Regions from separate parts of the Gossypium arboreum genome. Here region 1 is linked to region 2. A link is a contact called in public Hi-C data. All regions are on one chromosome and are shown on one strand. Each heading gives the region's core, a stretch centred on a gene start, on an enhancer-like site or on the middle of the called end of the contact. The rest is flanking DNA. Distances are from core to core; before and after follow the strand shown.

The links. Hi-C and Micro-C count contacts between places; a contact is called where the count stands out from the background.
Region 1: a contact with region 2 is called in a Hi-C map of leaf, with 4 times the contacts expected there. The contact joins the promoter of LOC108484204 here to the promoter of LOC108486335 in region 2. A contact is called at or near these places in 3 of 5 Hi-C or Micro-C datasets (all in leaf).

The regions. Positions count from the first base shown.
Region 1 is chr6:104,283,256-104,289,114 of ASM2569848v2, forward strand. It overlaps LOC108484204 (40S ribosomal protein S12-like), which reads right to left and starts at 4,391. Exons shown (of 5, transcript XM_017787905.2): 1 at 4,294-4,391; 2 at 4,143-4,187; 3 at 3,584-3,872; 4 at 2,851-2,916; 5 at 2,329-2,664. The coding sequence starts at 4,150. The coding sequence ends at 2,611.
Region 2 is chr6:103,982,734-103,988,568 of ASM2569848v2, forward strand. LOC108486335 (reticulon-like protein B21) reads left to right here and starts at 2,153. Exons shown (of 9, transcript XM_017790338.2): 1 at 2,153-3,301; 2 at 3,404-3,460; 3 at 3,546-3,648; 4 at 3,728-3,802; 5 at 3,884-4,028; 6 at 4,106-4,175; 7 at 4,950-5,015. The coding sequence starts at 2,332.

The sequences.
Region 1 (5,859 bases), core at 3,141-5,640, 300 kb after region 2:
CGAGCAAAAAATTCATTATTGTTCGAATAGAACATGAAATGAGCAGGTTACTGACCATAAATTAAGCATTTCACACGGCACATAATCTTCATTATAATTGTCCCTGAGAGTTACTCCCAAGCGATTAAGTGTAGCACTACACTTTCACCCAGGCATACAAAGCATTGATCAATTTTATTATCGCAAACTGAACATCGAATCATAAACAAATAACTCTTGAAGCCCGCTTTAATACCAATTGAAAAAGCACTCAATTTTCACTTTGTTCCAACTATTAATATACAAATGGATGCTGGAACAAAAAACTTGTATTACAGCCATTAAAAAACGGTTTCGTCCTATCTTCTATTGGAACAAATTCTGGACAAAATTTAAGAGAGATTGCAAAACAAATCCAAAGCGCAAGTGAGTCAAAGAGAAAAGTTTCTCCAATCCTACATCTATGGAGCCTCGCTCGGAGAATGATTATTCACCAATTATTTGGATCCCCTATTGGCTTAAGTCAATCTACCCATATTCAAAGAAGTAATTACTGCCCCAATATTGATCCTAATTGTACAAATCACTCTCCCTCAAATACCTCACATTACATAATATCTTTCCATAACAAATCCCTAAATAGGGAATGTCTAAAACACCCTACGCAACTCACCAAGAATGTCGATCAATAGCCCATTTGTAAGCTCTCCAACATGATGAACAACAAGTGTTTTTATAAGCTTGAAATACTCCTTTAAAGGCTTATTTTATTCATTAATTATATTCTATATTTATCTCACAATAGTCTTCATAAACAAGTTCTCCAATAACTTGATATACTCTAAAAGATAAAGATAAGAACTCAATTATTATCCAATAAATTCATGACCATCACAACGATTTATTGAAACACTTGAGAATCTTAGTCGAACCAAATTGATGCTTTGTCAAATATGTCACAATCTTGTAGACAATGAACAACTAACATCAAAGAGGCTGAATCCTTTCATGGCCCAAGTAAAAAATTCGTTCTTGTTCGAATAAACATGGAACGAACAAATAAAAAACTTGAAGAGAATTACTAGAAAGCTTAATTAATATTAAATTAACTAAATGGGAGATTGGACTTTTTTGTTAAATCTGGCTCTCATGTTCTTTTTCATGAAAAAGTAACCCAACTAGGTTGTAATCGAATATATCGAGTTGGAAGCTTAATTTCAAATTTTTAATACTTAAAGATTAATTCAAGCAGACTTTATTTGAATTCATTTGATTTGTTTATCTACATTACTTCAAATTTGAAATTCACAAAAATTATAATATACTCTTTGAGAATAAAATCATGGTGTCAAAGTTAAATCCAAATCTTCATAATTAAAAAATCCGTCAAATAATTTTTTACGAAATATTTGCATTTAAACTAAGGAGTTTGATACTCATTCTAATTTTTAAAAATAAAATATTAAATAACACAAGTATATAGATAACTACTTATCACTTAAAGTAGATAATATTAAGTTGAATTTATTTTATTAAAATTTTGAAATAATTTATCATTAAAAAATAGATAGTCGTATATAAAGCATTGTTATTAATCCAAGAAGACAGATTTAAAACGTATTCTCCTCATATTTATGAGTTAAAAAGAACTATAGATAATTCTAAACATTGTGTCAAAAAAAACAAATATAATCAAAACCTATAATGAAATTATTCAAAAAATTTTAAGATATTCAAAATTTATTTCATACTTATTATATCAAAAACCCATAGAAAAAAATTGTATTTGGAAGAATTTATCTTTTCGCATTATGCTTAAGTTAATTAAACAAAAATATTTTAGTTTTTCTGAATAATGATTTTAATTCTCCAATCAACTTTCATAAACTTTTACCAACGAAATAGACAGTTGCATTTTTTACAAATATAAAAATATGTTAAAAGTAATATAAAATAAGCTGCTGATGAATCAGAAAGAATCAAACAAAAATCATAGACTAGTTTTAAAAACAACGCTCGAGCTCGACTAAACCCGGTAAAATAGATGTCCTAACATATTATAATTTGATTGTCTTTAACAAATTATTTTTCCATTTTATGGTCCATAAATATTTGTTTTTCAGTTCATAAAAGCTAACCCTTTCAGAGTTTATGGCTGCTGCTTCCACCAATGTCATTTCCAGAGTTTGAACCTAAATTCTCTCCCTCCTATTGATTTGGCTACTTTCACTGCCCCACCATAGAAAAGCAATTTCAATAGTCAAGCATGAAACTAAGTCCATGAACCAATAACAATGTTATAACCGGACAGACAATTTGGATCGAGCTTAGCTATGGGTCCTAGCCCCATTAACAACGCAAACTTGAACTGGTTTGTCATAAATAGAGGACAAAACATCTGATAAAATTGTTGGATTTCCAAATGGCTTGCTCCTACTAAACACATAATTTAGTAAAGGGAAAAAAAGCCTAGCATATTTAAGAAACACCGAGCAGTTCAGCATTGCAACAACTTCGGAAAAAAGAAAAAAGAAATTCTCAGGCATATTAATCCACAGTTTACTATCAAAAATAAATAAATGGCCCAGAAAAATCGCTTTGATTTTACCAAAGAAACCATCTTCCGGTCACCTAGTCCTTGTGCTGCTGAACAACTTCGACGGCCTCATGTTGTTCACCATAATCCTGCAGAAGAAAGAACCATAGATCCCAACAATAATGAGTCAAGAACATGTACTCAAGTTTTCTAAATATTGCTTGGCAATAGAAATGATTTAAAACGGAAAATAAGGTTAGAAGAAAGAACGAATTTGATTAGACAAATATTTCTGTAAGCAAAACAAGATTGTACTCCCAGGTACATGCTCATACCTTCACAACTACGCAGGAACAACCAACTACCTTTCGTGCTTTACCCTCAGAGTCTATCTTACACAACTGCATGTACAGATGAACACAATTAGCATTTACCAGTTTTCAAGGGTCCAAGGCACACTTTAGGAGCTACAACCCTTATACTACCTCGGGCACAAGGTGCCAAAAAGAGTGCTAGTCTGAGTGAAGTGCATTACATATGCATGTGTGTTTTTGTATATAAATATATACAAAACAGCAACTTTTTTTATTGCTCAATATGCATGATTTTCTTATGGTGCATGCCTATTGTCGAATATTCAAATATTGAGAAGTAGAAAATTTAGTACTGACCCTTTCTTACTAGTAAAGATATATCTATTGAAAATTTTGAAAAATAAAGGAAATTTAAATGGACTTCAATCAGACAAGATTAAATTTTACGCCTACTGCCTTGCAAAAAAGCACACCTAGGCACATTGGGCAGGTGCCTAATCAAATGGCACTTGCCAAAAAGGACCTAAGAAGCTATTGTTTTCTAGTGCTAAGGCACAAGATGCAATCGTGCCTTGACAATACCGGCATTTACAGAAATAGTAGTCCCTTTCAATTTGACTTTCTAACTTAATGTCTCCCAAAACTAATAACTACTCAACATATCATGAACAAGCAGTATCAGTACAGCACCCTCAGCATGTTCTGATCACAAGGAAATAATTCAAACATAAACAAGCAACAAAATGCCACTTACACCAGCCCACTCGCCGAGTGTTTTTGCGCTCGGGGCACGTAGCACTTTAACATTATGATCAGCACAAAGTGCCTTGACCAGCTTAACATAGTCCGGCTGGTCGCAGTCATCAGCTATAACGCAAAGATGCGCATTGTGCTTTTCAATTGCCTTAGCAGCTTCATGTAAGCCCCGTGCGAGACCACCGTGAGCTCGTGACTTCCTAACCACAAGTGGCAAGGCTGTGTTGATGTCCATTGGCTCACCGAGTGCAGGCGCCGCCTCGGGTTGGCCAACCGCAACTTCTTCCCTGCAAGAGCAAGCAGCACGAACACAACATAAATACATTAAAATAAAAATAAAAAGTTGTCCCTAATCATGATAAAACTTCCGAATAATAATAAAATCTGAAATAAAATAAACAATTCAAACAAACCCAAAGGGTATATAATGAGAATGCAAAGCAATTCGAATTTCATATGGAGAAATCAGAACAAACCCAACAAAAAGATTAAAATTTATGTGATAGTGTAATGAAAACGGCCTTGAAACCTTTAAAAAGGGATAAATTGTTGCTTACCCTGACATATTTTTGAGCTGAAGTTGGAACCGGAGGTACTGTTTCCTGGTAAAACAAGAAGAAAAAGACAGCGTTAATGGAACCGGATCTTTTGGCTAATCTAAAAACAGCGAAAGCTAAAGAACAGAAATATGTAGAGCGGCGAACCCACGAGAGATAATTTGCAGCAGCTGGGTGGCGAAGGAATGGGGAAGGGTTTGGCAATATTAGAGAAGGGATTCTTATAAACGAAGCCCTATTTCTTTCAATCTTTTAATTGGGTCCTTTGGGCTCCCCTCTTTCAATTGGGCTTTGCAAAGGTTAAATTTTGTTATTAGTCCATGTATTATGTGTAAGATATAAATTTGATTATTATACTTTTTAAATTATAAATTTGATTATTATACTTTTAAATTAGTCAAATTTAGTCACTATATTTTTAATTTTAAAATTTTAATCATAATCCAAATAGTATCAGTTATATCCTTTTGATTAATTTTACTATTAATCATGCATCGTAAGTAGTTGATTTAGTATTTGTACTTTTAAATTGTTAATTTTAGTCTTTGTATTTTTTGAATTTTAAAATTTCAATCTTGATTCATATGCTAACATTTAAATTCCTTTGGTTAAATTCTTCTACTAATGCATAAAGTTTGTAGGTTTAGTCCATTTTCTCCAATATTGTTCATTTTAGTCCTCATACATTTTAAAATTTGAAATTTCAATCTTAACATAAAACAATAATCATTAAATCTACCAATTAAATTTTTTTTATGAGTAATATGTAGAAATAACAAGTTTAAATGACATGACACATGTGATAATATTTGTTAAGGCAAGTATACTTGAAGTGGCTTGTGCAATGTTAATGAAAGTGATCATTGAGCTAACACTGCGACAGACTTTATAACTTTCCATGTTTAAAGTTGGCAATTTTTGAAACAAAAATTTTGAATGTGAATCATGCTAATATTGCAGAAATGTGATAGTCCTTCTATGAAGATCAATCCATTTAAAGTAACCTATCTTGAGGATTGGATCACATGAAGCAATTAAATTCCTTGAATTATGGAGGTCATATCGAGACTGCATTGAAGACTTATCTCAATCAATCCTACTTATCTTAGACTTCATTGTCATACGATATTTATGTTATTTTACCTGTAGTTTTGTAAGGGAATTGATTGTATTAGATCTAGTATAATAGCTAGTCTCAAACTCTTATATATTTGAAGAGACTTGTATAGTTCTTGTATTGAGAGTTAATAACACTTTATGTTCATTGAGGAACTTATTCTAGTGAGCGCATTAAGAGAGTAAAACAAATTAGTTGCATGGTTTTGCAGTCTAAGTTTTCACGTTTTCAGTGAAAAACTTAGAAGTGATTGATTTAGATTTTTAAGTACAAAAGAAAGGTTGTTATACAAGAGTGTGATAGAACTTAAACCACTTGTTGTATTTGGTTGCCAGATAGTGAATTTACTCATTGAGCTAGACTTCGCAAACAAAGGAAAATCGATTTGCATAAACAATTTATTCTACTTTTTGTTTTTGTTGTTCTTCTCGCAATGTCACCTTTGGTAGGCACTGCATCCATCACTTCAAAACTATATTTGTCGTATAAGACCTTGGAAATAACAAGACTCAACATAATGATTTGATAACTTCATTTTTATTAGAATTAAAATTTCAAAAGTATAAAGATTAAAAAGAAATAAATTAAAATTATAATTTA
Region 2 (5,835 bases), core at 903-3,402:
AGTTGGTGTTACCTATCAACTAGGCTCTAACTCAATTAGGGAATTATAAAAAAAAAAAAAAAACTAATTCATTTGCTAAGTAAAATATATGATTATATGAGTATTTTTATATTTTTACATTTTATAACTCAGATAAAAATTATCCATGATGAGATTCAAGCCAAGAACACCATGCATGTAAAACATTTTCATTTGCCAATTATTTTAATGCAATTTTTTTTTGTTTTTATATGAAACTTTAATAAATATATATTTTTTTATATATTTGTGCATCTATACTATTTTTAAGTCTTTTATTAAGTTGGTGTCACCCATCAATTGAGTCCTAATTGAATCATGGAAGTACCAAAAAACTAGTGTATTTGTAAAATAATATTGTTGTGTTAATTTCATGTGTGTTTTTTTTTGTATAAATGTCGTTTTAAGTATTTGATTTCTACACAAATACACATGTGATAAAGTTTCTAATATTAATGATGTTGTTCATTAAGTTAGTGTTACAAATTAACTTGAGACTAACTCACGATCCATAACAATACAATGATAAACAATTGTATCCATTTAGTATTTTCAATTTGATGTGTTTTGTATTTAAATTTTATTTTTACTCATAATTTAATATCATATATGTTTCATTTGTTACAACTAATTTCAAATTATACTTATTATTATTATTATTATTATTTATTGTATGCTCTAATTTTCATATATAATTACTTTTGAGAACTTGAAAAATAAGGTTGATTAATTAATCATGGCACTTGCACACAAATCCCCCATCTTTGTCCAAATCTTGAATCTAGCTCACTTTTGCAAAATAAATATTTTCATATTTAAAATGATTTGGATGAATTGCTTTATAACAAAATATTATCCAAAGTTAATAAAATGAGTAAAAGGGTGTCGGTGACAATTATATGAAGGCACCATCTCTTGCCACGAGATGGTGTCACATGCTTGTTTAACAGAAAGGGGTAGGTGGGACCTTATTTCATAATTTAAAAAATAAAAATGCATGATTTAATTGCTGTTTTAGTCCTTCTTAATTTAATCTTCTAATACCTTGGTAACACATTTTGCTGCTCTTCTTCAGTTCTTTACTTCTTAATACTATTGATAGAAACTGTTTAAACTTACTAATACTATTATAAATATTTTAAATCTTAATTTATATATAAAATATTTCCTCGACATTATCTAAAATGTTGAATTATTGCAGTAGGAAATAGTACATCTCTTCCAACATATTATGTTCATATTGATTTTAACAAAATTCCAAAATGATATTTTGATCAAAATAATTTAACGCGATAATTATTTAGATGAATTAATTACATTATAAAAATAAAAGATTATATTAAAATTTAAAATTTAAAATTTAAATATAGTAGGGAACCAAAACCATAATTTTGACATTTTTGGGATTTTGTTATTCATATGCACAAAATTTGATAATTGTTGCCTCAGATCCAAAGTAAGCCCTTTTTCAGTAAGGACAATGTGAAATTGCAGTGTTAACTCACAGTCTTACATATCCTTTTGAGAGAGAATACTTCTGCAAAAAGAAAAAGAAAGAAAAATCCGTAACACCATGTATGTAAAATCTTCTAATTCTCTTTACCCAAAATCCAACAATAATTAAAACCTCTAATTTTGTCTTTCAGTCCCTGTACTTTTTATACTTTTTATATTCAGTCCTTTGTTTTTTATTTCAATAATTTAACCTTTCTACTAGTCTAATTTAAGTCTCCAAATATAACGTTTTCTTCACTTTATTATTTAAACTTTTTTTCTCATTTTAACATATAAACTATGATTTTTGTCTATTTTATTAAAAAGATTGTCCATAAAAATGACACATGTTCCTTAAAAGAAAAAAACGACAAATGCCACATTTTTATTGCACTAAAAATCAAGTCTAACTAATATCACTATCTCATTTCAACATGTGATATCAACTTAACTTTATTTTCTAAGTAAGAACTCTGAATATCATAAGGCCACACATTAATAAAATTTAACAGAAATCTACTATTTATGTTATCAATTAGAATTGTACAGGGATTTAATTTTAAAAGTCTTAAAAGTATAGGGGCTGAGAGCAAAATTAAACCCGAGTAAAAATGAAGGAAACCCAGTTCCCCCCCCCCCCCCTCCCTGGCAATTCACTCATATATACCTCTCTTTTTTCTGTCATTGTTTGATCCCACAAAGACCTCCATTTCTTCAATTTAAAGCTTCTTATCCAATAATTGTAACACCCATGTCCCAGTAGGAGTTGTTTCCCACAAAGGGTAAATAGAAAGTGAGATAAATAGGAGGGCAAAAGAGATGGATTCAAGTAATAGCAGAAGAACAGGAGGTAAAAGCAGTGTTGTTGCAGGCTCAGTGTGGGAAACCAGGATGAAAAGTGATGAATTCAAAGGTGGGATCAAGGTCTTCAATGAAGAAGAAAACGGCAATGGTGAGGGAAACAATGCTGGTGGTAATAAAAGGTTGAGCTTGAAGAAAGGGCAAACCTTTGGGGGTGTAGGTGTTAGTGGGAAGAGAAAGACATGGAAAAGTGAAAGCTTTGAAGGGTTGGAGAAGAACCAAATTAGGGTAGCTAAAGGAAAATCCATGGAGCATTGCAAAGACTTGAGCTTGTCTGTTGATAGGATTAAGAAGGTTCCCATTCAGGTCAAGAAAGGGATTAGGGATCTTAGTAAATCTGTTGATGGAATTGAGAGAACCCCAATTCATAGTAAGAAGCTAAGATCTGATGTTGCTAAAAAGGGTGTTGAGATGAGCAGCAAAGATGGCATTGAATCAGGCGAGGGAATAGAGGGGAATTCAGTGAAGGCCTCAGCTCAATCTTGTAATGAAAATGGAAATGATGATAAAGTTTTAGTTTTTGATGATGAAAAAATTGAAGGGAGTGACAAGGACTCAAATGAAAACTTGAAGTATGAATCTGAGTGGGAGGAGCATTGCAAAGAGTTTGGTGTGTGCCAAGAAATGGTCATTTCAAGCAATGGTGATGATGAAGAAGATGAAGAAATGGAGGATGTTGGGGATGAAAAGAAAAGCTTTGATATTAAGGAAATGAATGTACCAGAGGTGGAGAAGAAGCCTAACAAAGTTCCTAATGAAATGAAGCCCAATAAAGCTGTAAATGAAGTGAAAAAGTTGCAAGAAGATAACAAGCCTAGCACAGTTACTAATGGAGTGAAGAATACTAGTCAATTCCCTAACAAAGCTGCACCATTTTCTCCAACTCTTAACAAGCAGCCACCACCAGTAGTAAAGAATGCTACCCTTTGTAAGTTTTGTGTTCCCATTTGATGCTATATTGAGATAAGCAACTCTCTTTTAGTGCTAAATGAATGTTGCTAATGACCTTATTGCTTGGAATAAATTGCAGATGACGATTACCATTATCAAAGTTTCCCCCAAACTCAGAACCAATTGCACAATTTAGGTATATTTAACTGATTCCATTCCTTGGAAACAACATCAATGAATTCCATAGCTGCAACTTTATTAAACCCTTTTCATCTTTTCAGTTGATTTAGTAATGTGGAGGGATGTATCGAAATCGGCATTAATCTTCGGGGTCGGAACATTCATCATCATTTCATCATCTTACACACAAGACCTCGACATCAGGTCTCAGAATTGTCATCCTTTTTCCTTTCTAATCTTTTTTGAGTCCATCACTAAAACTCCTCGTTCAATGTTTCAACAGCTGCATTACAGTAACTTCCTATGCGGGACTTGTTTACCTTGCTGCTATATTCCTTTACAGATCAATCATCTGCAGGTAAACACATTGCATTAGATGCCATTAATGAACAAATAAAGACCTTCTCCCCCTCCCCCCTAACTTTCTATGATAATGCAGGGGAGTTGTGGATGTAGATGAATCAAGGTGTGTGGTTGGAGAAGAAGAAGCAATTTGGGTACTTAAATTGGTTCTTCCATATTTGAACGAGTTCTTATTAAAGCTGAGAGCACTTTTTTCTGGTGATCCTTATACTACAATGAAGGTAAATTTCCCATTGTTTTTTTTCAACCATTTGGTTTTGATTTTTAAAGAAAGTTGATCAATTGGGACCATTTGCAGTTGGCAGTGCTACTATTTGTTTTGGCCAGATGTGGCAGCTCCATAACTGTCTGGAAAATGGCCAAATTGGGTAAGTTTTTTTTTTTTTTTTACCTCTTGGTTGAGATCATGAGTTTTAGGTCAAATTATATTTTGGTCCCTTTATTATACTCAAATTTGATATTTAATACTTATTAGCATAATTTGACATAATGCAATCTTCTACTTTTGCAAGAATTTGTCATATACACAACAATATGGGTGAAAAAATATTTGACATAAATTTTTATTTAAGAAAATAATAATATTTAAAATAATTATTTCTTAAAATAAATTGAAGGTAAATGCTAGATATTTAAAATAAATTATTTCTTAAAATAAAATTTAAAATTAAAACACTTAATTAATCCAGTTTATTTTGAATTTTACAGATTTTTTATTTTGTTTACTTACACCAACTGAATTGTTGACATCAACTCGGTCACACAAAGTATAATAGTATAAATATCGATAATTATAATGGTATATATTATTGAAATGGTTTTTAGGGTATTGGAGTGAATGGTTTTTTATTTAAAATCATTTCAATATTTTAATTGAAATAGTTAATTATTTTGGACGAGACATTATAAAAGTAAAAATTATGTTAAATTAAAGTATAAAGATTAAATTTAAATTTTAAGTATAATAGAGGGACGAAAGCTAAAATTTGACCTTGTAAATAAAAGCAAGTTAGACAATCATGGCTGAAGTAAATAACAACTATATAAAACAGAACAGTTAAATTGTTTCGGTGAAAACGAGATCTAAATGACTGCATGTTTTTACCTTTTTAACTGAGGCATGGTTTTGTTGTTGATTGTAGGGTTTTTTGGGGTTTTCACTGTTCCAAAAGTCTGCTCTTCTTATTCCCACCAATTAACTGCCTACGGTAAAAATTCCTATCCCAATTATCTCCCATCAATCATATATTATACACTCATGGATTGGACCCGATCGAGGTTCGATTTTAAATTTTTTTTTAGCCTGAACACATCTTAAAAACACATTTTATGGTTAAAAAAAAAAAAAGCCGGGTTAGACTAGTCTAAATTGAAAAATGTAAATTCAAGCATAATCTAAAATAAGTTGAGTTGACTGTTTGATCTATGAACACCTCTAATATAATATCATTACTCCTACATTTGTCTTTTTTCTTCATATATTGTATGTTTGATTTGATTGATCTAATTTATATTTGTGAGTTTTAACCTTGACTTGAATTTGAAAATTATTAATCAATCAATTTGAATTCAATCTTGATTTAATCATAAAAAAGTCAACAGTACCATTGAAACTGTGCAACTCAAACTTAAAACATTGCCTCAAACTTGAAAAACATTAACTCAAAACAAATTGAACTCGAAATGATCAAAATCGTGATGATTGACTCAAAAATTCTAAACCCGAACCCAAACTCAACCAAATGTTGACATGAATCCTAAGTAATTTGACCCCAAAACAAATCTGATATGATTTGATCATGTCTTCTTAGGGTAAATTTTCTTATTAATTTTCAAACAAAGTTGAACTAGTTTAAATTTTGGTTGACATCAAGTTTTAGCCTATATAAAAGAATAGAAAAAGGAAGCTATAAAAACAAAATAAATCCACACATAAAGGGACTTATATTTACGATATAAAGCTTAAAAACTGTTATAATTTTGTGATTTTAATTGAAAATCTAGGTACATCATAAAGTGAAAAGTTGA